2 separate regions of the Dromaius novaehollandiae genome follow, and region 2 is linked to region 1. A link is a contact called in public Hi-C data. All regions are on one chromosome and are shown on one strand. The core of a region is the stretch at or near the end of the contact, and the rest is flanking DNA. Distances in the headings are between cores, read along the strand shown. Region 1 holds the start of ANKRD60 (ankyrin repeat domain 60). Region 2 holds the start of STX16 (syntaxin 16).

What was found. A called contact is a pair of places that touch in the nucleus more often than the background predicts.
Region 2: a contact with region 1 is called in a Hi-C map of liver, with 6 times the contacts expected there. The contact joins the promoter of STX16 here to the promoter of ANKRD60 in region 1. A contact is called at or near these places in 3 of 4 Hi-C or Micro-C datasets (brain, liver and ovary).

Annotation. Positions count from the first base shown.
Region 1 is chr16:15,968,282-15,971,931 of bDroNov1.hap1, forward strand. ANKRD60 (ankyrin repeat domain 60) reads right to left here and starts at 2,041. Exons shown (of 4, transcript XM_064521571.1): 1 at 767-2,041. The coding sequence starts at 941. It overlaps LOC112993231 (serine/threonine-protein phosphatase 4 regulatory subunit 1-like), which reads right to left. Exons shown (of 18, transcript XM_064521568.1): 18 at 2,188-3,650.
Region 2 is chr16:16,164,816-16,168,494 of bDroNov1.hap1, forward strand. STX16 (syntaxin 16) reads left to right here and starts at 1,864. Exons shown (of 10, transcript XR_010391939.1): 1 at 1,864-2,185. LOC112986169 (a long non-coding RNA gene) reads right to left here and starts at 2,586. Exons shown (of 5, transcript XR_010391940.1): 1 at 2,305-2,586.

The DNA.
Region 1 (3,650 bases), core at 791-3,290:
TTTAGACATGTCATTGTCCTCCAATTTTGCTATCTAATGCCCCAAGGAGGCTTTGGTCCAAGAGTGCTAAAGCTATGAAAACACAGACATACTCCTAGCTTGGAAAAGGCTACAGTATAGTCCTAATAGGATAATATGGTTGAAGCCCACAGAAAGCTACAGGCAGCACGTTAAGCACCAAGACTGCAGGAGAACATATGCAAGTGTATCCACACACACAGTGTCTTTATTTTAAAAATAAACCACCAATTCTGTTTTGTTTTGGAGACATGGAGATAGCAAATAGCAGGAAGAGGTTGCTTGGTTTTAAGTAGCAGACTGAAACAAGTTTAAAGGAAGGACTTTTCTTAGAATCTCTGCTTGCTACCTGCAAAACTAAGTACTCCAACACACACTCAGCTGATCTAATTGGAAAAACATTACTCCACACAGTTCCAACTGCAAAGAAACGGACCAGAACCTTGCTAAAGCTATGTGAGGTTGGGGTGAATCAACCAGGTATTAACACTGGCTGTTGACAAACCAGGCAGGAATTCAGAGGTCAGCACTTGCAATTTCCTAAGAAGGTCCTGGTAAGTAGATTTTACCTTTAAGCAGCAGGAAGCAAAGTTAACTGTTAGGAGATGAATTCCAGGTACAGTATGGTAAAAAGAGGAAAGCAGAACTTTGATCGTCATCCAGGTAAGCACCATGCTAGTCACCACTAGCAGGTACAGGGATACTGAGAATAATTGCCAAGGATCCCACAGAGGTTACAGGTTCCTACCTTCATCCAGGTACTGAAGCCGCTGGAAATTAAGGGGTATCCCAGTCAGTAATTCCAAATGGGGCTTAAGCTTCTTCAAAGTCAAGTCATTTTGGCATTGAGGCAGTGAAAAGATCTCATTAGTTTCAGCTAGATGGAGCTGGACACTGAAAATCCGTGGGGGCAAAAAAGACATAATTATGAATCCAGTCCCGAGTAGAAGTCTGTGAGCCTTTCCTCTCTTAGGACTGGAGTCTAGATCCGGTAGTAATTCCTCCCTCCCCTGGAAATTCCTCTAATCAAAATTCCCTACATCATTAAGGATAGATTTCCTTGTTTATCATACCAGCACATTATGATATCCAGGCAGCATAAACTGACATCACAGTTTGGTGTGCGCAGGTGACATAATAGCCTATATGAACTTATCAGAGAGCATCCATGCATACAGAAGGGCGATTACAGGAAGGTTTTTTTGTTTTGTTTTGTTCTTGCCCATCTTTTGATTTTCATTAGCATGACAAAAGCTTGCTTGGAAGACAGGCAGCAGAGAAACAGAGAAGTAATTCAGGTAAAAACCTTCCTTTGACATTAGCCATCATGCTGTCCATATTTTACATACCTGTTTTCTTTGTTCAAATTTAGATCTCAATCTACATGTTTAGTTTCAAGTGAAGGCAAAGAACATGTGGCTGTTTTATTTGCTTCCACTTTATTGCACTAGGGTCTTATGTCCTACTCAAAATCTGTGGGTAGGCTAACAGGAGGGAAAAGAAAACAAAAGACCACTTGCTGTCCTCACTTTCGCATCAGCTAAAATCCTGCAGAGAAAAGGAAGGGAGGTTATATATCCCTTAGCAGCAGTTGGGAGAAGTTCTAGAGTACAGGATGGAGCTGCCAGTGAGCATATGAAACACAACCAAGAGGGTGACTGCAGCAGCAGAATATACAGGAAGGCTCCTGAGAAGGGCAGCAAAACCAACCCACGAGGCATCATTGATTGTTCTTTTTTCCTAAGGACCCAGCAACTATGTAGAGTTCATTAACACAAGAAGCCTGAAAGCAACACTGAAGTGAAAGACCAGCCCAGAACATCCTTTCAGGGTGACATTTGAAGAGAGAAGGTTTTAAGTTAAGGATATGAAAGCCAGTCTAACCCAGCACATGACTTCTCTCTATTTAAAATGCACTTCGCTAGAGTTTCGGTTCCAACAGAACAATTTTAGTTTCAAAGCCCTTTTGGCATGCTCACTTCAAGGAAAAAGCGCAGAGAGATCCGCGTCAAATCTCTGGCCACCTATGGGTTTTTTATTATACAGTATGATGAATTCCACACTCAATCCTGGTTTAAGAGATGACAAAGCATTTATGCTTGGGAGACATTTCCTTAACCAAAAAATACATTCATATCCTGTTTACGACAAAAGTCAGTTACAAGTTAATTTCATAAAACAGTCACAGGATTTATTGAGATAAATACAAATAAAAAGTTACATAGATTCTCTATTCTGACAAATGAGTGGCACTTCCAGAGTGTCCCCGCTTATTTGGGCTCTAAACAACACTGTGTACAGACACAACTGCCACTAGGGCAGCATCCTGTTAGATGCCAAGTGTATATCACACATAACATACCAGTGAGTTTGAATTCTAAGCAACATGACTAACATGCTTTGGATTACAAGTGCCTGATAATTACCTACAGCATCCAAGCAATATTGCACCACTAACATTATTTTCATGTTCCTTAGTCAGAAACGTTTTAAAGTGGTATTCTTTCTGCTTTTGTGACAGTGGATCAACTACCTAGCTTTGCTCCATCTGGCTTTTTAAAATATATATTTTTGCATAATTTAAACAACCCAGAGAATTGTATGTGAACACATAGCTTTACTCTTCATTGCATACATTTGTCTAGTACAAGATGTAAAGTGCAGTCTTTAGTCATGCTGAAATCATATTTCTAGTATAAAATTAAAAAAAGAGGCAAACCTTGCAAAGGTTAAGCCTGTTTTAGACCTGCACATTGCCTACAAATAAAAGAACTATGTTGTAATCTCCTATTAGTGCATGCAACTACAGTTTTAACAACTGTTTTAAAAGCTCTGCTGAAATCATACCACTTAAAATAGATATGAATTTCTGGAGCTAGAGAGGTACCAAAATATCTTAAAAAACAAGAACTTTGTTTAGCCTTTTAGTTAAATTTTATAGCTAGTGGCTTACTGTTTACACATGTTCTAATTAAAAATTTTAATGAAAACTACCCAAACATTCTAAAACATATGGAAGCTTATGTTTTTTCAGTGGATTGTGGCAAGAAAAGGTAATTATTTAAGATTACTTGACAAACAGAAACTAGGTTGGGTTAATGCTCAAAGTATCTAATTTATATACAGTATGTTTAAAACATACTTATTTATATATACACACACTTAAAAAAAATTTGATCAATACTGAGAAATGTAATGAGCTGTTAATAAAAAAACAAAAGTAAACCCTTGTCAGAAGTCTTAGAAAACTTGAACTGTTAGAAAATACCAATAACGCCAGCATTAGAAAAAGATATTAGAACTAGAAAAAATTAATTTTTTTGCTAAGAAATTGCAATCATAAAAAGACTGTATTGAAGAGGCATTTGTTTTAAATTATAAAAAAAATAAAAAGTTAAATGTAGAATGTTGCAGAATTTACAGAGTTTATACTGTTTACTGTAATAGCAGTGATAGCAATGGTATATTTGACTAACTTCTGAAAGCATTTTATGATCTTGCAAGAAAACAATTTATTACAAATACTGTACATTATAATACAAAATTATAGTTAGACAGACTTGTACAAAACTGAACCCTCCAAAAAAATACAGAGCCCAGCTGAGGAACTTACTTGCTGTATTGCAGACAAT
Region 2 (3,679 bases), core at 614-3,113, 200 kb after region 1:
TGGCACGTATGCCTGAAGAACATTTTGCTATTTGTTTTAGTTTCCTTTGCAAGGTCTAGTTCAGCTTTGCTTCTGGCAAATTTCCCTTTATGCCTACACTTCCTAACTTCTAAGATGTAGTTTTCTTTGATTAATCCTTTTTTTCCATTCTTCCTAGTTCCTTTGCTTATTCCTAAAACCCACTTTGAAGTGGTTATTCACTGAGTTAGGTCTGGACCTCTTCCTTACAGAGTTTTATTCCTCTGTATATGAGATCCAGATACTTTTCATACCCTTTGCTTAAATTCCAAGCCTGCCGAACATGCAAGCCCTTGAAGCTGTTAAAGACCCGGAATGGTCAGATGCAAAGTGCCAGTGTGTACCAGCTTTGGGCACAGGAGGGGATAAGGATTCTCCTGGGGTTCACGTTCACTGTCCCACCAAATGAGCGATTGCAACCTGTTTTCTCTGCGCACGCATCCAGAACCGAAAGAGCGCTCAGAGACTGCTGCCCGCATGAGAAATTCCACTCGACTTACAGCCGCATACGCTGTGCCAAGGGAAAGCTGGAAGATCATTAGCTACAACTGTTCTCATAGAATAAAAAATTGTTACAGTAGATTAAAAATTAGCATGAAGAAACGAAGTTTATACATATATTTTTAAAGCCACTGTAAGGCAGCCAAAATGAAAACAGATTTCACCAGACCACGAAAAATGAAGTGCGTGCATTAGTCCTTGTAAGACTGGGGCTTATTTCCTTGTTAAATTCCAAGTTTCTAGTCTTTCCCGCTGAGGCAGAAGGGCTGTTCAAGAAAACTCCTACAATGTCTTATAACAGCAAAGGAATACTTCTTTCTGTTTCTCACTGCACAAGTTTGCCCAAGTGGTTAGATAATATGGAGCAACATTTCCAGAAAATGTGGTTGCGATTACAGTAACTGTTCCTACCATATGTGTAAATAGGAATTTTCTTTTTTCTTTGAGAATTTAAGCTCGTGATTCCCCTGCTGACAAGGGTACAGCAGCTGCCCTGGCACAGCCGTTGCTGCTGTTGGCACAAAGGACGTTTTGGACACTTGGAGGACAAGACGCAAGGTGTGGATCATACTCCCGGGTAGCCGGCAGACAGCAGCAGCCTCCGCCCGCTCCCTATCACATCAGCTTCCAGACAGTCCAGTACAACAGCTTTAAACAACATAAAACCGGAAAAAAATCATTTCAGTCACCATTTCAGGTTTTATTAAATAGCCTCTTGCAAACGGTCAACGTTTGTCATTTTCCATGGCTTTTTCATGGAATTTCAAGATTTTTGAATGGTCAGAGTTGACGGAAGAGCTGTGCGAGTATCCTTGGAAAGCAGTCAGCTCCTCGGAAGCAGGGCAGCCTGGCGGGGTGGAAGGCTGAGAGGGAAGACGGAGGGGAAGACGGGGCAGTCAAATCCCAATGGACATACTGCAGCGCTTCGCCCAGGGGCAAAGCCGAGCCTTTTGAGCAGGCCCTCAAATACCTCCCGGCTGTGAGAAAGCGCAGGCATAAGGAGTTAAACCATCCCGCAAACGTTATGGGAGCGTCACGGCTCCTTTGCACCGGGGCTTTTTCCAAGCCTCCCGCCGGGGTACGCGGGGCTTCGGTGGGGCGCCGTCGCAGCCGCCCTGAGGGGCAGGAGCCATTTTTTGTAGGCCCAGGCTTGGTTTTTACCAAGGGCGGCCGCCGCAGGGCACCGATGTCCCCCGCGGAGGCCAGGCGAGGCAGGGAGCCGCTGCAGGACGGCGCCGGGGCGGCCTCCCCGCCGCCGGGGCGGGATGCGGGCTGCTCCCGGCGCTGCCGGGCCGGCGGGGAGGCGGAACGGTGGCGTCGCGGGCGGCGGGCCCGGGCGGAAGGCGCGGCGGAAGGCGCCGAGCGGTGCACAACGCGGAAGCGAGCCGCGCCGCCGCCAGATCCGGCGGGGCGATGGCTGGAGCCGGCGGGCGGCGGGGGCCGGTGCGGGGGGCCGCGGCCCTGTGAGCGGCGAGCGGGCGTCGCCGCCCCTGCCCCTGCCCGGCTCGGGGGCCGGCGGCGGCGGGCGGCCATGGCCACCCGGCGTCTAACGGACGCGTTCTTGTTGTTGCGGAACAACGCGGTGCAGAGCCGGCAGCTGCTGGCCGAGCAAGTGAGTAGTTACGGCTCCTCCAGCCCTGTGGGTTCACGTAGCATGGCTGCTGCGGTGAGTCTCCTCCCTTCATCCTACTGTAGCTCCGCTCGGGGCCGCCGCCGCCCCGCTCCCCCTGCTGCCCCCGAGCTCCCCCCGCCTCTCCCCCTTCCCGCCCCCCGCCCCGGCGGTACCTTCTTTTCCTGCTGCTTCCCCTAAAATGGATAGACGAGATCTGCCTTCACGCTGAGCTCCCTTCCCTTCGGGAACAGCGCAGTTCGCCATCCCGTAGCTCCCTTCTGGCGCTGGGCACTGGGTTGTTGTCCAGTGCTGATTAATCTCTCCCCCAAATGAAAGAAAAAAACCAAGTTTTTTCGCAGAGCAGAACTCTTCTATTCACCGCGGTGTGGGCACTGTTAAATGCAGTAGAGTGGACTAATCCTGGTGCTTGAATTTCTCCTTAGTTTGTTCTGGTTCCCATCCCCCCCCCCCCCCCAATACCAGTGGTATTGAAAGTCGTCTGTGAGAGGGAAACTCAGCAGCTTCTAATATGGTTCTTCGTTACAGAAACTTCAAAAAGTGGTTTGTTCAGTGGCAGTTGGCTTTATGTGGCTTTTTCTAAATTTTGAGCTGGTGTAATTTCTGAGCTGTGATGGAAAACTTAAGAATTGAAGCTTGCTTTGATACCATTTTCAGAATCATTCTGCCGAAAATATGTGCAAGGCGGCAATTCAAAGGGTGTTAATGGTTTGATTTCAGTAATGAAACATTCCCCATGGCAGCCAAGCTCAGCTGATTTTTGTAGTTGGTAACTGAAGCAAACCACATCAGTCCAGAGCTACCAGTCCTTTTCCACTTTCTGTTCAGACTTCTCATTTATTTGCAACAACCTCCAGTAAATGTCTTCTGGCCCACTCATTTTTCTCAATCGCTTTGCATTAATGAATTTTTTTGTTAGGAAAAGCAGTGCTTTGTGCTGCAAATTTTATTTCAACTGATGAGTTGCTATGGAACAATCTTTGTTAATTGTTAATTTTATTAAACCTGTCTGTGTAATAGCTATATATTGAATTGCATTGGCAGAACAGGAGAGGTCACAACAAGTAATGTGTATTATATATGTTTTATTGTACCACTTTCTTCTTAACATATTTTTTGCCAAGAACAGTATCATTTCTTAAATCCTTGGTATTCATAATTTTTTTAATATCAGTTTGAAAATTAGTAGTAGTTAAAATGCAGAGTTCAGACTACTGACCAGTGAAACTACCCTTCCTTTCAACAAGGAGTGCAATAACACTTAGTACTTGCATAAAATGTTTGTTTACAGTAGTTTTCAACATTAATTGAAGCTATTTTCTAGGATGCTGGTTCAAATGCAACCAACGCTGACAGAGGTTGGAAATTGTTACCCTCTTGTGCTGTGTATGAAGTTAGTTAATGGCTGAGCTTTGCTGTTGGTGGACAGTTTTCAGTTCCATAGCTGCTGCTTGCTACAAACATACTGTTTTAGCGATAAGTGTGAAGATGGCATAGTGGGAGCAGTGCACTTCTCATGTTTCTAAGGTG